2 separate regions of the Callithrix jacchus genome follow, and region 1 is linked to region 2. A link is a contact called in public Hi-C data. All regions are on one chromosome and are shown on one strand. The core of a region is the stretch at or near the end of the contact, and the rest is flanking DNA. Distances in the headings are between cores, read along the strand shown.

Region 1 (4,675 bases), core at 379-2,878, 54 kb before region 2:
TGGGGCTCCTGAAGAGGGGATGACGGGGGTACAGGGCTATAAATAGGAAGGCACAGAGCTTCAAGAAAGGCTACACCCAGGAATGAGCTCAGCCCACCGGACCAACAAAAGCAGAACCCAAGACAAGACCAGGGCAGGCCAAGGAAGGGAACATCTGATACCACCTCCCAGCCTAACCCTCAGCCCAAGGACAGGAATGAGGGATGCTGAATTGGCCATCAGTCAATACCCTGCCTCCCCTGAGCCATAGCCCCACTCCTAGGCACCTGGCCAGGGGAGTTTTCTAGGTTCTGAGAGCCAGGTTGTCATCCCTGGGCTTTGGGGTTAAATATCACAGCAGTCTATAAACAGGATTTTTAATATTTGTATAAATAGACCACAGTATTACCAAAAAACTGTAAGGACAGCGTGGAAAACAGATTTTGAAACCCGTGCATAGAGCCTCTCCTGGGCTGCCGCCTGTCCCGTCCGGCTGTGCTGTAGGGAATGCTGGAAGGTCAGGAATGCTCCTCTAGGGGGCGTCTGCAGCGTGAGGGCCTGAGCACAGAAGACTCGGCTCCCCACGCCTGCTGTTGACCTCTTGATCTATTATAAAAATAACGTCAGCAGGCAGGTAGTTGGAGTCGTGATTACTCGGGGAGGGGGTGACTGGAGGTGCCCTCCACCGTATAGGCCCTGGCAGCCGGCAGCACCCCCACTGCTCAGGGTGCAGTGTGGGCTGGTGGAGAGGGGTAGGCGGGCACACAGCACTACCCTATCTTTGCACGTGCCGGACAAATGCTTGCACCAGCTGGATCAGAGGCTCCTGACTCTCAGGGCTGGCTTTGGAGAGAGAGGTGGACTTTCCCTGCGGTGAGGGGAGGACCCCAGTGGCAGGGGAGCTGGGGGCTCCCCGGCGGAAGTAGCGCGAGAGGCTGGAGAGCAGCGTGCTCTACAAGAAAAAAAAGCGGCTTGGTGAGGCTCAGCACATCTAGCCACTGTTCCCAACCCTTGGGGAATGCCAAGCAGGACCCCACAGGGTTCTGGTCCTACTGGCCTAGCCCCCTCCAACCAGCCTTCCCTATCCATCCATACCAACTCAGAGCTGAGTTCCTGCTTCATCCGCTGTTTGTCCCGGGGGTGCACAGCTGGGTCCCTAAGGTACCGCATCGCCTGGGAGATGAGCAGGTAGAAGCAGTTTTCCATGGTAAACATCAGGAGAGACCTAGGAGAGGCAGGTTTTTGGCACTGCTGCAAAGGGCCAGGCTGGCAGGTGCAAGCCATTTAGCCAGAATAGTGAGCCCATGACACTGCCCCACCCCCTTATCAAATCCTAGAAAAAGGGCTTACTTTAATGTCCTGGTCCCTTCTGCCTGTGTGCTGAGCCCCACTGCCTGGGTGAGGGGCTCCTTTTTCTTGTCCAGCTGAAGAGAAGCAAGGGTAAAAAACTAAGACAACAGTAACAGCCCCACTTACTGACAGCCTCCTACTAGCATGTCCTGTACTACACAAATCCCATTAGTTACCTCATTTCATCCTCATAGTAATTCTCATGGTGCTGTCATATTCAGTTTATGGAGAGGAGCAGGCTCAGGAGGCTAGTACCATGCCCAAGGTTGGCTGGGAAGTGGAAGCTGGGGGGAGAGGACAGCAGCTGACAGCACCAACTTACCTCTCCAAGCATGTTGAGGGCCACATTCACTGTGGCCAGAAGGGTCCCGAAGGAGGGGGCCACTTCGGAGTCAAAAGTGGGAGTGGTAAAGCTCAGGGCAAACAGGAAGTTGTATTCAGCAAGGTCCAGGGACTGTGAGACAAGAGCCATCAATCACTCAGTTAAAGCCCCAGGCAGCTCTCTCTGTGCACAGCAGAGCACAGCTGTTAGCGGAAGTGGTGCTAAGCTGGTGACGGCCAGTACCTGATCTAGCAGGATCTGGCAGACATCCGGGGTGAAGTGGCGCAGAGCTGCCAATGTCCTGCTGAGGATCTTGAGAAGGCCGTACTGAACTGTGTGCAAGGCCCGCTGTTCCGATGCCTCTGTGTCAGTGGCAGGCTGCTTGGAGGAGGAGGAAGGGGCAGCAGAAGCAGCAGACGGCCTCTGGACTCGCTGGGCAACAACTGAGGGGAGGCCATCCCCATTTTTGTTCTGGGGAGAGTCAAGAAATAAAGGTGGAACTGGGAAAGCCAGAGTGAGGTATCCCAGGCCCTCACGGCGCAGGACGAGTACCTGTAAGTAATGCTGCAGCATCTTTCGGCTGTGCAGAAGGGAGGTGCATGCCTGGCACAGGTAACCCAGGTTGACCTGGGAGAGAGACAGCAGGGATATGAAGGGATTCTCTTGGCAGCAGCCCAGTCACCCAACTAGGTCAACCCAACAGCTCTCCACGTAACACCCACATGCTCCTCTCTCACTGCTGCTCTTCCCTCCCTCCCTCATGCTCCCTTGGCTACTCTCCAGCTTAAAAGCCCTTATAGCCGCCAGGTACTCAGGGGCCAGCAGGGCTCAGGACTGGACTGTTTCCCTGGGACCCAGCTAGGTGCCTGGTATATTTTAAGCCCCTAAAATAAAGATGATGAGGATTATAGCTGATTCCATTTCTCAGGAAAAGGATAAAAACTTACAAATAGTGGAGTAGTGACTTGGCCAAGGTCATACAACCAGCAGATGACAGAAGCCTGGAGTGTGTCTTCTTTCCCACCCCTTCTCCAGCTGCTTCCCAGCTCCAGGTGTGTTTTGTTTTTTTGTTTGTTTGTTTGAGACGGAGTCTCCCTCTGTTGCCCAGGCTGGAGTGCAGTGGTTCGATTTTGGCTCAATGCAACCTCCGCCTCCGGGGTTCATGCAACTCTCCCGCCTCAGCCTCACAAGTAGCTGGGATTACAGGCATGCGCCACCACACATGGCTAATTTTTGTATTTTTAGTAGAGATGGGGTTTCATCATGTTGGCCAGGCTGATCTCAAACTCCTGACCTCAGGTGATCCACCCACCTTGGCCTCCCAAAGTGCTGGGATTACAGGTATGAGCCTATAATGCAGCCCCAGGTGTATTCTTAAGGTATCTGGACCAAGGTCTAACCGATAAAGTCCAAGTTCTTAACCTACATGGCTGCCCTTGACTATGGAAGGAAACATTTAGCCAGAGTAATCACATGATGCCAAACCCTGTGCTCTCCAAGCGAAAAGCCCACCTTCAGGAACATCCTGCAATTCACTAGGGGTGCCCCAGTGAGGGCTCACAGCCTCCCTGCCTCCAAGCATTACCCCAGACTCCAAGACACCATCTGAGGCTCCCACCTGGATATCACGCATGAGCTGAGGCAGGTGGAAGTGCCACTCCTTCATGAAGTTGGAGAGCTGCAGAATAAAGCCCACGGTGTGGTCCGCCTCCTCCAGGCAGGCCAGACTCTGCACTGTCCTCACTGCACTGAGGCACTGGGAGGAAAGGAGACATCAGGGAAGGATGGGGATGGCTGAGGGGCCTGACATACCCACACCTGCCCTCCTGTGGAGAGGAAACGTCCCCGGCCCCCAAATGCTGAGGTGGCAACACAAGAAATGGTTAGTGGTACAATGAAGATTCTGACCCAAGACTGTTCTCATCTCAGCAGACTGGCTGGCCAGTGAGTCAGCAGAGTACTGAGAGCATCTCAGAAATGAAGGCATCAACACCCCCTGCTACTGAGGCCTAGGCTCCATACCCATCTGTCCCACGAATGGCCCAGAACCTTTTTTACCCTGAGACTCCCACCCTGTGATGCAGGCAGCCCCCTCACCTGTAAGGTCCGCTCTTGGTGAACACCCACAAAGTCCAGGGCCTCAGTCAGGAAGTTGTAGCGCAGGGTTTTGAGCAGCTGCTCCATCAAGGACATGGACAGGCGGTAGACTCCTGGCCAAGAGGGGGCATCCAGAGACTTCCGAGAGGCACTAGGTATCTAAGACACAAACAGCAGACAAACTGAGGAACCCTGCTGACAGGCAGGGCCTTCCTGCAGTACAGCAGCTAAGGCAGCCCAGCTGCTGGGAGGAAAAGACCTCTCAGAATAGACACAGCCACTGCCTGGTGACCAGGGGGCCAAGGCCAGCAGATGCAAGGAAGAGCACCAGGCCGACACAAGATCCAAGGTTCCAGGCTCAAACCTGCCACTCACTAGCCATGTGAACCCAGACATGTCACTACCCTGCTCTGGCCCCCACATGCTTCCTCTAAGGGGTAGCTGGGCTAGATGACCAAATACTTAATGACTCTTACGAGAGGTTCAGAAGACTACTCTTTTGGAATTAGGAGGTATATGTTAAACTAGAAATAACCAAGGGACACAGAGGGCAGGGTGCTGAGGCCCCATCAAGCCCCCACACCACCCGCTTCCCTTCTCCCAGTCCTAGTCTGGTGGGGCAGGGGTGAAGTCACAATGACACACTGTCTTTAGGAGTGACAGGAGATGACAGCTGCCTTGGCTAGAGGCCTGGTCCCAGGGATGTGTTCTCAATCTGGTTTAGTCCTCCTCACTCCTGCAACAGGAAGAATCCATCCCATCTCCCAGAGGTAGTGCACAAAGGCCAGGTGGTGCCTTTTTAGTGGTGAGTTTCTCTTGCTAGAGATCCGCCTGGGGGCAGGGAAGATTCCTCACCATCAGTGTATTAGGCCACAAAGAGGAGTGCAACTTCCAGGGAAAGGCAGGGGGGGACACTTTTCTACTGGA
Region 2 (4,278 bases), core at 690-3,189:
AGTGAGCTGAGATCACGCCACTGTACTCCAGCCTGGGCAACAGAAGCACAATTCGTCTCAAAAAAAAAAGGAAGGAACAGTAGTGACAACATCGCCCCAACACTGCTGGCAGAAAACGGCAGGGCAGGGGCGGAAAAAGCAAACTGATCTTCACGAAGTTCATTCCTTGTCCGATGGAAATTCCAAAGAGGTCTCACTTCCAGCTAAGAGGTGAATGAAGTGGTACCAGACAGCATGGGCGATATGTGTAATAAATATTTACTGAGAACCTATACATGCTCTTCTGGGTGCTGAGAATATAGTGGTGGCCGGATGCGGTGGCTTACACCTATAATCTCAGCACTTTGGAAAGCCGGTAGGATCACCTGAGCTCAGATGTTTGAGACCAGCCTGGGCATCATAGCAAGAAAAGAAAGAAAACATTTTTAAATAACTAGCCAGGTGTGGTGGTGCACACCTGTAGTCCCAGCTACTCTGGAGGCTTAGGTGGGAGGATCGCTTGAGCCCAGGAGTGAGCCATAACGTAGTGAACCATACTGCACAACTTCATTCCAGCCTGGGCAACAGAGCAGGACCCTGCCTCAGGGAAAAAAAATGAGAGAGAATACAGCAGTGAACAGCATAGCAAAAAAAGTGGGGAAAACGGCTCACGCCTGTAATCCCAGCACTTTGGGAGGCCGAGGCGGGCAGATCACGACATCAAGAGATCAAGACCATCCTGGCCAACATGGTCAAACCCTGTCTCTGCTAAAAATACACAAATTGGCTGGGTGTTGTGGCCTGCGCCTGTAGTCCCAGCTACTCAGGGACTGAGGCAGGAGAATCGTTTGAACCCGGGAGGCGGAGGTTGCAGTGAGCCGAGATTGCGCCACTGCACTCCAGCTTGGTGACAGCGCGAGACTCCGGCTCAACAACAAAAAAAAGTAGGGAAAACACTGCTGGCACAGGGAAGGATAAGCGACAGGGATGTTTAATTTTAAGAAGGGAGGGTGGTGGGATGCACCAACACCTTCAAGCTGCAATGTGGAAGACGGAAGGAGGCGTGGTGGTCTGGTTATAGCACTGGAGTCACAAAGACTTCAGCCTGAATCCTCTCTTTATCACTTGGCTAGCTGGACTTCTGAGTCATCTGTGAAATAGAAGGCGCCTTTCAGAGTTGTGAGAATTGAATGAGATAACTCAGGGGAAGCGCTCCACCAGGATCTGGCGCTAGAAAGCACTTTGTGAGAATTATAGTTTCGTATATAATATTTCATCTTCTTGTCCCTAAAGCCTAGTTCAGTCCCTGAAATCTCTTGGAGGATCTGGGCATGCTAACTGACTGATTCAATGCAAGAAAAGAACGATTCCAGGCGCGAAGAGAGGGCAGAAACCGCAAGCATGGCTCGGCGCAACGCGAAAAAGAATCCTAACAAGAGCAGATCGCTGGGGACAGGCTGGGGAGCCAGCAGGGCGCACCCGACGCCGGGGCAGGACAGCGGGAGCCCGCAGCGGAGACGTGGGTGGGGGGGTCCCCCAGGCGACCGCGAAGCGCCCAGTCGTGCCTCGAGGGAGCGTCACTGCCGGACGAGGAAGCGCGGATGGGACGCCAAGGAACGCGCCAGAGGCGAGAGGGGAGGAAGGCAAAGGCCCCTGGGTGAGGAGATGGGAGGCCGAGCGCTGAGGGAAGGGGTGAAGAGCCGGCCCCCCTCCTGAAAAAGACTCTTCAGATCCCCGCGCGCGGGGACCGTTTGGACACAACCGCCTACCCTCTCGGCGCCCGTCCACCCAGCCGGGGTTGGCCCTGCCACCGTCACCACATCCCGCCTCCAATTCCCGCCCCGCTTCCGCTCTGCTTTGACCCCCGCGCCTCACAGCCACCCCGGTCCACTCGACCCGCTCCGCACCTCACATACGGCTCGCCGGCGGCCGCCGCCATCTTCGAGCGCGCGCGCGCCCTAACCCCGCCCCCAGACGCCGTGCCCACATGACCGCTGGCCCCCCCGGTCCGGGCGCGTGGGCGGAGATTTCGTCACGTGACGTTGGCGCGGGGCGGTGCCAAGATGGCGAGGCCCAAAGAGGTGAGGATCCGGTAGCGGGGTCGGCTGTGGCTGTGAGCAAGGCTGTGGAGTGGCGACTTCTACGCCGTAGGTTGGAGGCTGCGGGGGGTGGCCGGGCGCCAGCTCCCAGGCCGCAGAGAGTGACCTGCCGTGGAGCTCCCTCCTCGCTGCTGGAGAACGGAGGGAGAAGGTTGCTGGCCGGGTGAAGGTGCCTCCCTCTGCTTGGCGGGGCCGAGCGGCCCGAAGTCTAGGGCGTTGCTAGTCACTGCTGCTTCCGCGAATTCCCAGGTCTAGAGACATGACCCGAGAGTGCCCATCTCCGACCCCGAGGTCTGGGGCTCCGCTGAGTGGATCGGTGCTGGCAGAGACGGCAGTAGTATTTGCAGTGGTGCTGAGCATCCACGCAGCCGTATGGGACCGATACTCGTGGTGCGCCGTGGCCCTCGCAGTGCAGGCCTTCTACGTCCAATACAAGTGGGACCGGCTGCTGCAGCAGGGGAACGCCGTCTTTCAGTTCCGAATGTCCGCAAACAGTGGCCTACTCCCCGCCTCCATGGTCATGCCTTTGTTTGGACTAGTCATGAAAGAGCGGTGCCAGGCTGCAGGAAACCCGTTCTTCGAGCGTTTTGGCATTGTGGTCGCAGCCACTGGCATGGCAGTGGCCCTGTTCTCATCAGTGTTGGCGCTGGGCATCACTCGCCCGGTGCCAACCAACACTTGTGTCATCTTGGGCTTGGCTGGAGGTGTTATCATTTATATCATGAAGCACTCGCTGAGCGTCGGGGAGGTGATCGAAGTCCTGGAAGTCCTGCTGATCTTCGTTTATCTCAACATGATCCTGCTGTACCTGCTGCCCCGCTGCTTCACCCCTGGCGAAGCACTGCTGGTATTGGGTGGCATTAGCTTTGTCCTCAACCAGCTCATCAAGCGCTCTCTGACACTGGTGGAAAGCCAGGGGGATCCAGTGGACTTCTTCCTGCTGGTGGTGGTAGTAGGGATGGTACTTATGGGCATCTTCTTCAGCACTCTCTTTGTTTTCATGGACTCAGGCACCTGGGCCTCCTCTATCTTCTTCCACCTCATGACTTGTGTGCTGGGCCTTGGTGTGGTCCTGCCCTGGCTGCACCGGCTCATCCGCAGGAACCCCCTGCTCTGGCTGCTTCAGTTCCTCTTCCAAACAGATACCCGGATCTACCTCCTAGCCTATTGGTCTCTGCTGGCCACCTTGGCCTGCCTGGTAGTGCTATATCAGAATGCCAAGCGGTCATCATCTGAGTCCAAGAAGCACCAGGCCCCCACCATTGCCCGAAAGTATTTCCACCTCATCGTGGTAGCCACCTACATCCCAGGTATCATCTTTGACCGGCCACTGCTCTACGTAGCCGCCACTGTATGTCTGGCAGTCTTCATCTTCCTCGAGTATGTGCGCTACTTCCGCATCAAGCCCCTGGGTCACACTCTGCGAAGCCTCCTGTCCCTTTTTCTGGATGAACGAGACAGTGGACCACTCATTCTGACACACATCTACCTGCTGCTGGGCATGTCTCTTCCCATCTGGCTGATCCCCAGACCCTGCACACAGAAGGGTAGCCTGGGGGGAGCCAGGGCCCTCGTCCCCTATGCTGGTGTCCTGGCCGTGGGTGTGGGTGATACTGTGGCCTCCATCTTCGGTAGCACCATGGGGGAGATCCGCTGGCCTGGAACCAAAAAGACTTTTGAGGGGACCATGACATCTATATTTGCACAGATCATTTCTGTAGCTCTGATCTTAATCTTTGACAGTGGAGTGGACCTTAACTACAGTTACGCTTGGATTTTGGGATCCATCAGCACTGTGTCCCTCCTGGAAGCATACACCACACAAATAGACAATCTCCTTCTGCCTCTCTACCTCCTGATATTGCTGATGGCCTAGCTGTTACAGTGCAGCAGCAGCAGTGACAGAGGAAACAGACATGGGACGGGCAAACAGTCCCCAGAGCAGACAGCTACTTGGGCATGAAGAGCCAAACTGTGAAAAGCAGATTTGATTTTTCAGTTGATTCAGATTTAAAATAAAAAAGCAGAGCTTTCCTGGTTCTAGTTTTGCTGATTTTTATTTTATTTTTTTGAGATGGAGTTTTGCTCTTGTTGCCCAGGCTGGAGTGCAATGGCACGATCTCAGCTCACCGCAGTCTCCGCCTCCCAGGTTCAAGCAATTCTCCTGCCTCAGCCTCTGGAGTAGCTGGGATTACAGGCA

What was found. Hi-C and Micro-C count contacts between places; a contact is called where the count stands out from the background.
Region 1: a contact with region 2 is called in a Hi-C map of skeletal muscle, with 2.5 times the contacts expected there. The contact joins the enhancer-like site here to the promoter of NUP188 in region 2. A contact is called at or near these places in 2 of 3 Hi-C or Micro-C datasets (induced pluripotent stem cells and skeletal muscle).

What each region holds. Positions count from the first base shown.
Region 1 is chr1:177,582,009-177,586,683 of calJac240_pri, reverse strand. It overlaps NUP188 (nucleoporin 188), which reads right to left. Exons shown (of 44, transcript XM_017976636.4): 37 at 3,749-3,907; 38 at 3,270-3,407; 39 at 2,204-2,278; 40 at 1,895-2,122; 41 at 1,652-1,783; 42 at 1,330-1,403; 43 at 1,075-1,204; 44 at 343-931. The coding sequence ends at 755. Among named protein-coding and RNA genes, the nearest start is that of SH3GLB2, 22 kb to the left of the region's middle. Within about 2 kb of position 1,628, at least 4 of the 16 cell types and tissues checked have an H3K27ac peak or open chromatin away from gene starts, as enhancers often do. A contact at or near this core is called in skeletal muscle, where this site is marked.
Region 2 is chr1:177,528,499-177,532,776 of calJac240_pri, reverse strand. It overlaps NUP188 (nucleoporin 188), which reads right to left and starts at 1,939. Exons shown (of 44, transcript XM_017976636.4): 1 at 1,887-1,939. The coding sequence starts at 1,918. DOLK (dolichol kinase) reads left to right here and starts at 2,021. Exons shown (of 1, transcript XM_017976621.4): 1 at 2,021-4,117. The coding sequence starts at 2,338. The coding sequence ends at 3,954.